Regions from separate parts of the Mus musculus genome. Here region 1 is linked to region 2. Evidence: chromatin contacts called from public HiChIP or PLAC-seq data. All regions are on one chromosome and are shown on one strand. The core of a region is the stretch at or near the end of the contact, and the rest is flanking DNA. Distances in the headings are between cores, read along the strand shown. Region 1 overlaps Arap1 (ArfGAP with RhoGAP domain, ankyrin repeat and PH domain 1). Region 2 holds the start of Clpb (ClpB caseinolytic peptidase B).

The links. HiChIP or PLAC-seq counts read pairs in DNA pulled down with a chosen protein or histone mark.
Region 1: a contact with region 2 is called in an H3K4me3 HiChIP or PLAC-seq map of forebrain, with 2.6 times the contacts expected there. The contact joins the enhancer-like site here to the promoter of Clpb in region 2. A contact is called at or near these places in 2 of 39 promoter capture datasets (the C10 cell line and trophoblast stem cells), 2 of 15 datasets of contacts at CTCF or cohesin (embryonic stem cells and large pre-B cells), 7 of 484 Hi-C or Micro-C datasets (the G1E-ER4 cell line, cerebral cortex, cortical neurons and 1 more), 8 of 115 datasets of contacts at active chromatin or transcription factors (bone marrow-derived macrophages, embryonic stem cells, forebrain and 2 more) and 1 of 9 other capture datasets (liver).

Annotation. Positions count from the first base shown.
Region 1 is chr7:101,410,289-101,417,341 of GRCm38.p6, forward strand. Arap1 (ArfGAP with RhoGAP domain, ankyrin repeat and PH domain 1) reads left to right here. Exons shown (of 34, transcript NM_001040111.1): 33 at 632-781; 34 at 1,016-2,298. The coding sequence ends at 1,033. Among named protein-coding and RNA genes, the nearest start is that of Pde2a, 37 kb to the right of the region's middle. Within about 2 kb of position 4,768, at least 52 of the 459 cell types and tissues checked have an H3K27ac peak or open chromatin away from gene starts, as enhancers often do. A contact at or near this core is called in the G1E-ER4 cell line, cerebral cortex, cortical neurons and 1 more, where this site is marked.
Region 2 is chr7:101,660,461-101,666,613 of GRCm38.p6, forward strand. It overlaps Clpb (ClpB caseinolytic peptidase B), which reads left to right and starts at 3,291. Exons shown (of 16, transcript NM_009191.4): 1 at 3,291-3,753. The coding sequence starts at 3,351.

The DNA.
Region 1 (7,053 bases), core at 3,518-6,017, 250 kb before region 2:
TGGCCCTGATTGTAAGAACCTTGAGACCATGGTCAAGTGGCTGAACTAGACCTTGAGTTTCAAGTGAGTCCAAGCAGCGTGTAGGATTGAGCCTGAAGGGGGTCTCTCAGCTCCCTCAGCACCAGTGTACAGGGAACAGAGCCTGAAGGGCCACACCCACGGAGAAGTCACGCCAGAGACTGGTTAGACATGAAACACATGAGTTAGAACAGATGTTCAGCAGAATTCAGAACTGTGTAGGGAGAAGGAATTCAAAACTACCAGGGCTCTGGGCTCTGTTCCTGCTGCTGTTACATCCTTCTAATGCCGAGCTTCCTGGTGGTCAAGGACGAGATGAAAACGGTGGATTCTGTAGTTCTTGGTTGCTGGGAAGAGGAGGCACAATGCCTTTCGTTTTCTTGATGCTGAGTTCTTAGGGGAGGTTTGTGGATCTTGAGTAATCTAGTTGGCTGGGTTGTGCTGGGCTAGGGTCATCTGTGAACAGCTGCTTCTCATATCAGCCTCGATCAAAGCTGAAGGCGTTAGCTCAGATCCTAGCTGAAGGCTTTTCTGAGAAGGGGTGGGTGGAACTTGATGCTGCAAGCTGAGTTGTGGCCCAGACCCTAGCACTCCTTTCCTGGTTGTTCTCTAGCACGATGGCCTGGTGTGGCCCTCCGAGCCATCTCGAGTGTCCCGGGCAGTGCCTGAGGTCCGGATGGGCAGTGTATCGCTGATCCCTCTACGAGGCAGTGAAAATGAAATGCGCCGGAGTGTGGCAGCCTTCACTGCTGACCCCCTTTCCGTAAGTGTCTCTGGTTCATGTGGGCAAGGCTGGGTGGGACCTGGCTGGATGCCTGCCTGCACTTAACTGATTTCTCTGACAGCCCATCTAGTCTCTTCCCTAGGTTTCTGGGGCCCCTTTTGTCTAGCCTTGGAAACCCCAGCTGCTGATATTTCGGCATCTACTCCATTGCTGGCTGCTCCTTTTTACTTTCACAAAGCACTTATAGGATCTGGGCTTCTGTGCTCCCTACAGCTTCTCCGCCATGTCTGAGCACAGGAGTCGTTCTGACTCTGGGACACCATCACTGCCACCAGGAAGCTTTCCTGTTCAGACGCCCTCGTGCTCTGCGTGTTTGGTGTGAGCCAACAGAACACACGGGGAAGCCATACCCACATCCCATATCCTGACTGCAGCACAGGCTTCTTGGCTGGGCAGGAATGGGCTGGCAATGGGGATTTCCCAGGAGGGACCCTTCCTTTTCCTGCAGGCAAGCAATGCTCTTGACCTGGCTTGCTTACCTAGGGTCATGCTCTTTGAATCCGTGGAATTGGAAAGATGGACAGAAATCAGGAGCTGTGCAGGAGAAGGGTTTGGGGCCCCGCTGGGAGGGAGCCCACCCCCTTCCCACAGGCTCCCAAATGGAAAGGGTGACACTCTGAACGTACTCCCGGGGGTCTACAAGGGAGCTCGTGGGAAGCTTCTGCAGGGTGATTTCTGGACTTGGGGACATCAGCCCTCTTCTGGTGTGTGCTGGCAGGGAGGCCCAGGCTGTGGCTGTCTGCTATCCCTTCCCCACTTTGGATACTTTTTGATAATATAAATATATCTGTATATTTTACCCTATGGTGCTGAGGCCTGTGATGGTTTGTGGGCACTGGTGTCCTAGGCTAAGGGTACAGTTGGCTGTGAAGCCCAGAGGTGAATGCTGGGGCTTTGAAGCCAGGAGCCTGAGTCTACCCTCTGCATGTTTACTGAGCTATTTACCCTCCACTGTCCTGGCAGAGGCCTGGCCTGGCCCTGTACCTACTGTGCCACTGTACAGCCAGGCTATGGAATTTCTGATTCAGGACAAGGCAGACCCCAGCTAGTCTGAGTCCCGGTCCCTGCAACCATCTGAGCTGGGGCCTAGATCTGTGTTAGTGACCCCGGCACAGCTACTCAGAGCCTCGTGCTGGAGACACGAGGCCACAGTGCATACCACAAGCTTTGGAGGACTGTGAAGGGGGCTTTACCCTGGGCACTATGCGTGTGCTTCCAGAGTGGAGTCTGCCTCTCACATCACAGGGCATCGCCTTCAGAGGGAAGTGCTGACCTACAGAGGTCACCAGCTACTCAAAGACAGACTGGAGACTTCTGGGAAAGTGCTAAGCTTCTGCCTTCTCTGGAGTCTCATTGCCACCCTATCTCAAAGGCTTAGTGAGCAGACTTGCTGGTGTCCTGTCCTTAGCCTCGAAAGGGGCAGAGCAGAGCTGGATAAGACTGGGGTACCTGTGCCATCTGTGACCCCCCCATCACCTATAAAGCTCTGAACCCCGGCTGTGCCTTCCTGTCAGTTCTTGATGCCACAGGTCCTAGCCATAGGCCTGGCACCTCAGTCCTGGCTTACCAAGTAGGTGGCCCCAGTGGGGACCTGGATGTACACCTGGACATGTGTCCTGGGTGTTTGCCAGGAGACAGCACACGATCCTTGAGCTCTACTAACCTGTTGCACAAGCTACGGTCCCCATCCCTTTGTCCTATCTTCAGGGAGCTGCTCCAAGCCAAATTATCATGTCCTCCAGGCAGGACATGGCTAGAGGGCTTATGTGCCCAAGAGCTGCTTCCTCCCTGAACTTGATCTACTGTCCACCAACCCCAGAGACCAAGGAAGAGGGTACAACTAGAGGTGCCCTCTGCTGGTCTGGCACTGTCATTACTCTGGTTTAGGGATTAGCCAGAGGGGAGCTGCATTTGGCCACTAGGGGGCAGTCATGGACCACTCATAGTTGCAAATTTTGAGCAGGGTCTGTGTAACACCTCCTAACCCTCCCTACACCTGCAACACTTCCTCCCTCCCTCCTCTCCTTCCCCTCCCAGTGATATTCCTGGATCTGGCTTTGTTCTTCTGCCAGCTGGACCACTCAGCCCTGCCTCTGGCCAGCAACTAGTGATGTGTTGTAAGACAGCACAGTAGAGGTGCTTTGCTTTGATCTCCTGGGCTCTAGGACATGAGAGGAGCCCTTCGCCCAATGCCTACAGAATGCAAACCTAAGCCTGAGCCTCTGCTCTCAGCTTTCCCTGCCTGACATTAGAGTCTCCTCAGCTTTCCTCCTGCTCTTAGCCTGTTCTCCCCTTTTGTGAGCGCTCCCCGTAGCCAGCACTATGTGACACTGTAGAGTGCTTTCCCTTGGCGTGAGGTCACATCCCTGCAGGATTGAGACTCAACCTTCGTGAAAAATACCTGTGACTACAGTGTTGGGGGGGGGGGGCAGAGCAGAAGGTTCTGTTGTCTCAAGGATTCCTAATACTGGAGCCAGTGCCAGAAGGGAGGGATGCACTTGGTACTTTAGGTTGCTTGGGATGGGAGGAGCCCAGAGTTAGGGGTGGGAGCCTGAAGGAGGAAGGACTTCCTGGAGGAGTGTGGTTGGGGGTGGGATTGGATGTTGGGGAGGAGAATAGGGAGGGAACTCTGAGAGAAAAGGCTGTAGTAGGGCACAGCCTGGGCACCGAGCATTGCTGGTGGAGTGTTGGGGAAAAGTGGGCAGGGTAGGATATGGGGCAGAAGAGGGCTGGGGTATCTGCCTTTCTCTCTTCTGGCTCCTTCATTTCAACCCTCCCACTCTGCATGATATCCAGCAGTGAGGACCCAGGAACCCTTGGCTCCAGGGAGCTCTGGGTACACAGGCTGTAGTGAGACAGGTGGGGGTAAAGCTGGACCCTGCTACCTCCGTACTAACCCTGGGGCTGGAGGGGGCATGGAACCTCTTTCCTACCCCCTGGCTCTTATTGCTGCCTGCCCACAGTTCTGTTTTGGAAAGCATAGATGGGTAGGCAGATATCCTTTATAGTCCACGTGGCTTTGACAGTTACTTAGATCTCTGATCGTCTGTGTGCTCTCTGTCCTTTGGAGCTAAGCTGCATCCCGATAGCCTCCTGGGAACACTGAATGAGCAGGCGCAGGTAAGTGTGAAGTGCCAGCCGTGCCCCTTGCTAGTCTTCCTAGATATATCCGCAGTGACATCTTTGTGACATACAGGAGAAGAGCTTGAGAGGTTCAGCCAGCACTTAGTGACTACTTCCTGTGTTCAGCCCTCACTCACCAAGCACTTGTTGAATACCTGCTGTGTGCAGAGCTTTTGCCGCACACGTGGGGCAGATGAGTAAGTGGTGTGGGGGAGGAGGAAACCCTTGAGGAGAGAGGATGCTGCTCAGAGGGATTCATGAAGGGCTCATGTCCTGAAGCCTGGAGGGTAGGGGATGCTGAAGAGAGACAGACAAATGTAGATGGCCTGAAGTAAGGACCTGTTGTAGCTGGATCTTAACACCCATGCAACCCCAGGGCCTCACACCCTCAGCACCAGACACCCTAAGGCCTCCCCTCCACACCCTAGCTGTCAGGTCTTAGCTCTACTGGCTACCTAGGAGACACGACTACATCCCTGTCTAATGGGCCCTTTAGGATCTTGTCCCTACCAGAAAACAGCATCTTTTCTACTACTTAAGTACTTAGTGACCTGAATGACCCAGATCCTACTCTCAGACTGTGTGACTGTTTCTGTCTCACTGACACACATGCATGCACGTGCGCACCCACACCCACACAGAGCTGGTCAGAATCTCCCTGCCTCTCCTGTCAGGGAATGCCTTTGGATTCTTGTTCCCAGTGTCCATGTTCTATGAAAACATGGGGAGGATTTGTACCCAGCTAACCAACCAGGGGGATGGCTCCTTGAAGAGCTCACTGGCCCTGGCATGTGCCCTCCTCTATGCTACTTTCAGCCTGTGGAAATTTCCACACTTCCTCTGCCCTGGTTACAGCTCCTACTGCTGTATTTATCACCCTGGAGACACAGTGACACAGGCCACAGGCACACACTCATGCTCTGCACACACGTGCCTGCACACCTCAGCTTGCACTGCCATAACTCAAGTGCATCACACACACACACACACACACACACACACAGAGCACGTGGAGGAGGGACATCCACACACAAAGAGCTCTCTAGGAAAATTGTTCTCCCTCCTGCTGCTGCCCCTCCCCCACCTCCTCCTCCTCTGTTCTGTCCGCCCACCCCCACCCACAGACCAAAGAGCTGGGCCTGAGGACTGTACCTCCCACTCCTTATCAGCTGGGAGGCACTCTGCCTGGTGACTTGAGTGTGCCCTCCCTCTTGCCATTCCGCCCTCCCTCCCCCCTCTGCCACTCCCCTGCAATCTTGACTGTCTTCTATGCATAAGTCCCCTCTTTGTCACTCTTTTGACTCTGAAGTGGAAACTGTCATTCTTCTCTGCTTTGTCTCCCGGAGGTTCAAGTCGAGGAACCCCAAGGATCCAGGCAGAGAGATAGACTAGGAGGGGGTGCCAGGAACCCACATCTCCTCAGCTCCTGTCACCTTCAGCCCTCCTCTTGATGAGGGGAGGGCTGTGTGCCTGGAACCATGGAGACCAGTGAGCGTCATGGCAACACAGTCTGGGTGGGCACAGCCTTCCTCCTCCGGGGTTTGGGGGGGTGCGTAGGAGGAACCCCATGGGCCTGATGGCTGTGGGCCTTGTGCTGGTGCCCAGTGCTGGTCACCGCATCTGCCTGCAACCTGTTCTAGTCCTACCCCTCCTTGACTCACTGCACTGTGGGCTGCAGGACTCGAACGAAGGCTCTGATGCTCCCTGGACACTGCAGGAAAGATACTGCAAACACCAACAGAGCTCAGGGGCTTGCCTAGGGCCCCACAGACTTCATAGTTGGCCACCCATGTCAGTTTACTCAGGGCAGAGAAGTCAGCTCAATGTGAGTTTGGACTCCCTGTGAAACCCCCAACTAGCCCTTTGCCTTGCCAGTGAGGATATGGAATACCTGCTGTGCCAAGGCTTCGTGTGTTCTCTCACTTCACCCTTGGGAGACCCAGGGTGGCCAGAGAGTGGCCTACCAAGGACAGATAGGCTTGGGACAACCCGTCCTGGCAGGTACCCTTTTCTCATTTGTGTCTTCCTTGCTGAAGAGGAGTCCCTGGCAGGTTCTACAGCTTCATCAGAATCTGGCCTTAGGTTGTCTAGAAACCTGAGAGCTAGTTTTGGGGGGTGGGGTGGGGTGGGGTGGGGTAGACCCTTCCTTAAGTGCCTAGACATAGGGAGGACTTTGCAACCTGTGCACAATGGTTGCTTTCTGGTCCTGTAAAGACTTGTCTCTGCCCTAGATTAGAGTGTGCAGAGTCCAGGAGGAGACCCCCGCCTTGCAACCCAGACTTGACTTGTCTCCTGGCCTCTGTGCAGTCACGTTGCAGCTGCCTTCCTCCTGGCTTATGTAATCACTCAAATATAACAGCTGCCTTTATCCCACTGAGTCACGCCCCCTCCCTCCCTCCTCAGGTGTGGGGAGTTGCACAGAAGAGGTAAAGCAGGACTGAGTGGGAGGCTGGGGGACTCCGGGAAAGGGGGGTCCTGGTGTGCCAGGTTGGAGGGAGATGAGGACAGCAAAACCTTTCTTAGAAGAGGAACTCAGGGATCGCCTCTGCTCTGACCCACCCTAGTAAAATGCTGCATTCTTGTTGTGGGGAGGGGGTCCAAGTGCTAAAGCTCTATCCACAGCCTCCTTTGCTGAGCCTCCGTCCTTACCAGAGGAGAGGCAGAGAGTATGAAGAGGAGAAAATAACTTGGGACACAATGACCAGGAGTCTCTGATCTGTGGTCCAGCTCTATCTACTCTTTATATCCTTTGGTCCTGGATATGCCCCTGGCCTGTTTGCCCACCAGTGTAATGAGGAGTCGGACCTTCTGGCCCTGACCTCTTATACTCCCTGATATCAGCGTCTAGTAGAGGCACCCAAGGATCCAGCTGTACTCCAGGTTGGCCTCCCTCATCTGCCTCAGTCTTCCTCTGAGCCACATCTGCTTAGCTGTACCCCTTGCACTGGGTAGGAAGCAGGGCCACTGGATTCTGGGTTGAAGGACACAGTAGTAGCCTTCGGCTTTCCTCTGACTTGATATCTGTCCCAGTGCTTCATCCCCCCACTGGTAACTGGAGATTACTACCCACTCCTAAGGTCACCAGCCCTGCCCCTCAGAGGAAGCTGAGCCACGTCTCCTCATCTGGA
Region 2 (6,153 bases), core at 2,041-4,540:
ACATGGGCACACTTCAAAAGTTTCCAAGGGCAAAAATGCCACCATCATCTCCACACACAGAAGAAGGATCCCCTCACCTGTAGGGACAAACAGAAAGAGCCAGTGCTATAGTGGTACACAGTTTGGCATTCAAAGCACAGGAATGAAAGTAGGTGACCACACGTCTCATTTAAGATCCCATGGGAGACCTACCAAGGTGACTACACACACACTAACAAGAAAGAAAGAAAGAAAGAAAGAAAGAAAGAAAGAAAGGAAGGAAGGAAGGAAGGAAGGAAGGAAGGAAGGAAGGAAGAAAGAAAGAAAGAAAGAAAGAAAGAAAGAAAGAAAGAAAGAAAGAAAGAAAGAGGCTCCATTACAGACCACAGGTCTGCCGAGCTCAAGGCAAGGGACCAAGAAAAACAAGAATTCATTCATCAGGGAACAGAGCATAAAACTAAGTTGGAGAAGTCAATATGTCTTAGGGAGACGAGTTAGACAACCGGAAAAGTAGTGAAATCTCTGAGGGCTCTCTGCTCCTCCAGGACACAGGTACATTTATTCTAAGTCCATATGAAAAATGAAAACATAAATGGGAAGAGTCAGGAGAGCCCTGGAAACCATCAGCAATGGCAGAGGTGTGGGGTTAAAAATACTCTAAAGGGGGATGACCATGTAGCTCAATGGAAGAGTGTTTCCCCAGCGTGCACAAGGTCCTGAGTTTAATCCCCAGCACCACAAACAAACAAACTTACTATGTAATACTAAAAACAAGGGGCTGAAGGGTGCACGTGACGGCACACGTCTTTAATCCCATACTTGGTAGGAAGAAGCAAGCAGCCTGTTCTAGAAATTGAATTCCAGGGCATCCAAGGTACACAGAAAAACCCTGTCTCAAAAAAAAAACAAAACAAAAAAAAAAAACAGACAAACAAATAAATGGGCCTAAAAAAATGACTCAGTGTATAAGAACATGTTCTGTTCTTACAAAGGACCAGGCATGATTTGGTTCCCAGCACCCAAATGGTAGCTTACAGCCTCCTGAAACTCTGCTACAGGAGATCCCAGAGCCTGTTTTGGCCTCCTTGGGCTCCTCCATACACACAGAGCAAATATAGACATGTATAACACACACACACACACACACTTCCTCATCTTTTGTACAAATGCCCACCTATTCCTAACAGTGTAACACTATTACAAAAGGAAACCAAATATGGAAGAGGCTAGAAGGTCATCTACACACCCACATCATGAAAGGAGTTTAAATAATATAGCATTTCCATCCAGAGCAACACAGGCTTTGCTGAGGGTCCTTGGTGCAATTGGGTAAATTCAAAAGAGATCAATAACCAGAAATAAAATGTAAAGTCATGCATGAGTGTGTGATTGCTTCATGATCTGGGCATGAGAAATCCTTCCTAAATACTGTCAGAGATTCCATAGAAGTAGAGGTAATGTCAAAGTGGCAAATTGAAAAGAAACACCTGCAAGGTTTTTTTTTTTTAAGTTTGTTTGTTTGTGTGTTTGGGTTTTTTTGTTTTGTTTTGTGTTTTTTTGTTTTTGCTTTTGTTTTTCAAGACAGGGTTCCCCTGTGTATCCCTGGCTGTCCTGGAACTCACTCTGGAGACCAGACTGGCCTCGAAATCAGAAATCTGCCTGACTCTGCCTCCCAAGTGCTGCCACCATTGCCTGGTTTAGTATTTTTTTAGATTTATTTATGCATTATGTGTACAGTGTTCTGCCTGCATGTATGCCTGAAGGCCAGTAGAGGGCACCAGATCTCATTATAGATGGTTGTTAGCCACCATGTGGTTGCTGGAAATTGAACTGGGGCCTCTTGAAGAGCAGCCAGTGCTCTTAACCTCTGAGACATTTCTCCAGCTCCAACACCCACAAGTTTTAATGCAGACTAATCCACTTCCTATGAAGAGTTCCAGAAGTGGAGAAGGAAAAAGCAAAGAATAGGGCAAGTGTCATGTACTGACCTTTCTTAGGAAAATGGATGTTAGCTAGAGTGCTCCATGTACAGGTAAACGCAGGCATGAGACTTGAGTGGGACAGATGCAAACCAAGGCTTAAGACCTATTCTCAGCCAACAGGCTAATGGAAAGCCCCAAAACCTGCTTTAACAATTCAAACAAGCCAGCTAGGCACCACTGGATACCAACCAGCAAAGTACCTGGGCCTGTCAGAAGCCCTGGCAGCCCAGACAAACTGTTCCCTCGATCTAGCTCAAGAGGCTCTAATGCAAGAGCAGGAAGCATTCCGCCTACAAGGCTTTCTCTGTATCCTCTAGATCAGGAGCAACTCTATGGAAGGTACAGCTTTGAGCCAGGGTAAAACAACACCCCAGACAATCCCAAACCCAGTTTTGTAATTCTGTGAGACACAAGGGGCCAGACACAGATATATGAGTAGCTAATTGTCAGCTAACTACAGAAGGAATCAACTGAAACACAATTCATAGATTCACTATTATGTAACAAACAAGATGGCTCAACTATAAAAGACACTTGCTGCCAAACCTAAGGATCTCACACACACACACTCACACACACACACACACACACACACACATCTTTAAACACACACACACACACACACACACACAGTCTTAAAGTCTTTTGAGACAGAGTCTCTCTGGCTCATAACCCTGACTATCTTGAAACTCACTATGCAAACTAGACTTTCTCAAATTCAGAGAGATCTGCTTGCCTTTGCCTGGAATGCTGGGATTAAGGACACACACCACCTTTCCCAACACTCAACATCTTTTTGAAAAGCAATAGCAACTCAGAATAAAAGTGGGGAGGGGTACAAGTTACTTAACAGGTCTTCATCGAAAATGCAATTTTATTTAAACACTAGGGAAGTTGTTCTAGGATTCCTGTATTTTGATTTTCGATATTTTGATTTGATATTTGATATCTTACACAGTTGGGGCTGACCTAGACCAAGAATGTGATTTTGACCCAGACCTTGAATTCCCGTTCTTTCAGGTTCCCACCTTCCAAAGGCAGGGCTTAAAGTTCTGTGTTAATACAAATACGGGGCTCTGGAATCTTGAATCCTAATTGCCACGCCCCACCAGAGTTTTCCTTTTTGCCACGCCCCTCTGCCCGAACTGCATTTCCCAACATTCTTCCAGCTCCGCTGTCAGCGGTCATTGTGATGTCATTCCACAGCCCTCGGGGAAATGTAGTTTGTTTAGTCTCCAGCTAGAGAAAGATCTGGGGCTGTGGACTACCACTCCCGTGAGGTAGTGCGCAGTCCCACCTTATAAGCGGCGTCTTCGAACGCGCCGCGGCAGCCATGTTGATCGTGGCTAGCACAGGGGCCGGCACCAGCGGGTTTTAGAAGCAGGTGTCATGATGTTGTCCGCGGTGTTGAGGAGAACCACGCCAGCGCCTCGGCTCTTCCTAGGGTTAATCAAATCTCCATCTCTCCAAAGCCGGGGAGGTGCTTACGGCCGTGGCGTTGTCACCGGAGACCGCGGGGAGCCGCAGCGGTTGAGAGCTGCCGCTTGGGTGCGCCCTGGAGCATCTTCTACCTTCGTCCCCGGACGGGGGGCAGCCACCTGGGGGCGCCGTGGAGAACGCACCGAGATCCCATACCTGACTGCCGCCTCGTCGGAACGCGGTCCTAGCCCCGAAGAAACACTCCCGGGACAAGACAGCTGGAATGGGGTCCCCAACAAGACGGGTCTGGGCATGTGGGCCTTGGCCATGGCGCTGGTGGTTCAGTGCTACAGCAAGAATCCATCCAACAAGGGTGATTATGGGGTCAAACTGGGTTCAAGGGAGAGGTGGGTGGGTGGGTCATGACTCCTTTGGAAGGTTGAAGGTATTTGTAAATTTAAACCCGCATAACCTTACCTTGAAGAAACCCAGTTACCTTCTGCTGCCAGGAGCAGCAGATGGAAAACTCACTGAAGTTACATCATTTCCCATCGTAGGTCTAGCACCCTCTTTGGGATCAGTTTGTATACAAGTATAATTGGGGACATTGGACTGACTAATTACAGCCCGGTCCTTTTATGTACCAATATTATATCTTGTCCATTAGTCTTTCAAGAGGTCTCCAGGAAGCCTCAACAGCTTTAGGGACCGCCTCTACATGTTTTTCTGCGTACATAGGTCCAAGGAAGGAGGACACTTGGTTCTGGTGCTAGCCTGACCCCATGTTCCTCTCTAATCTTAGTTTCCCCACTGTCTAATGAAGGCAAGCTCTCAGTGCTCTAATATTTTGACCTTTCCTGGAGTTCAGAGTCTGTTTAGTTGCTTAGAGTTTTGCTTAGTGTCATGTTTAAGATGAGCTGGATACTGTGGAGGGTGTGTGTGTGAAGCCTTGGGGGACAGGGAGTTGGCTGAAAGTTGCTCTCTGGAGACTTACAGCAGTGGGGGAGGGAGGGAGGAGGTGGAGGTAGCTAACTCAGATTGGCTTCTTACCTCAGTTGCTTAGAGTTGAGCAGGAGCTGCAAGGGTGGCCTGGCTGAGCCCAACCTCTCAGGTTTTCAGTTGTCAGTGCCTGCCTGTCCCATGCACCCCAGACTCTGAGATTGTTGAACAAGATTGGAGACCGCCTTGACCTTCCCTTGTTTGTTTAATAAGATGGGGCCGCTTGGAAAGAAAGGACTTCTGGATGAGGAACAAGGACACGGAGGATCTTGTACTGTCTTTGTAAATCTGGACTCTTAATCCTTCTTTGCTGCCCTGCGTTTCCTTTCTATTGAAGAGGGCGTTGAAGTAGGTAGGGCCTTTCTAGTTTAAGCATGCGGGAATTGTATGGTTTCCGCTTGTGCAAACATGAAGGTGGCACTGTGCTTAGCTTGGACCTAGGTGTTCAGAAAATCCCAACTTAAAACCTAGCCAGCTAAGGGGAGAGGGTGCAGCAGCCGGTCATGCAGGGCTAGTGAGTATTACAGAGGATCAGAGAGCTACTGGGGTCAGGATAGCCTTCCTGGAGGACTGGAAGTCCTTGCAAGATGTGGGGCTTGAGCTTGGTTTCTGAAGGATAGCATAGGAAACATAAAGAGGGTGGGGGCCTGTGTAACCCACGAGGGCAGGACCTCCATCTTACCTCTGTTAGTATTTCCTTAATACCAAGCATCTGTCTACCAGCGTGTGACCCAGAGAAGGGAGACATTCACATGTGGTCCTTGGATTGGATTGGATTCCATTCCCAGACTTCAGCTAGCCTCATGTGGACAGGCTAGCAGTTTGGCCAGTGAGGGTTGGAAGACAAGGTCTTTGGAATAAGGTGAGAGAAGATGAAATGGCCCTGCATGCCAGGCAGGGGCGTTTGGAATTGTGTAAGCAGTGAAGAGCCATGGTCATAGGGACAGACTGTCTAGCAGCCAGTGTGTTTGGAAGAAGAGGATAAATGTGTCTGAAGTCTGGCCTGAGAGGTTACTGGGAGCCCTAGACTGGACTTCATGGCATGTCAATTTCAGTGATGTCCATCTAATAGAAGAGATGATGACATAAAGCTCTGGCTGGTTCCAGTCTTGCCAACTTGCCTAGACAAGTGTTGAGCAGAGTCCCTCAGTGCAATGTTCTGAGGAATGGGTCTCTTTAGAAGCCAAAGGGAATTCTGGTAATGGAAAACCATGGAAAGTTTGCGAGCCCAGGGTGCCTCACTCATTCCTCCCTCCTCTGAGAAGGAAGGGGAGTGAAGAGATAAGAGGTATCTATAAGGAATGATTCTCTTTTTTTTTCAGCTGGAGCTTATCTGGGTCCAATTAAATATATGAATGAGAACAATCCATAAGAGCTGGGTATGACCCTTAATCCCAGGAGGCCGAGGCAGGTGGGTCTCTTGAGTTCCAGGACAGCCAGGGATATAAAATGAGATCTTATCCAAGAAAACTAAAACAAGTACACACAACAAACAACCACCATTAATAATAATAATAATAATAATAATAATAATAATAATAAAACAAAAAACAGACAGTCCATAAGCTAAGTAGGACGGGCCTGGCTCCTAGTCCGAGGCTAATAGGTGAGTGGAGGCACTGTGGTCTGAACAGACTTGATTTATACACAGGATGAGGCTGGTGTCTTACCTGTCTTCATATAAGCTGAGGGTCAGGAGCTTAGATGAGTTATCCAGGGCCCAAGGCATGTAAGTTGCCAGGACTACATCAGGGCTTAGCTTGCCACTGATGCT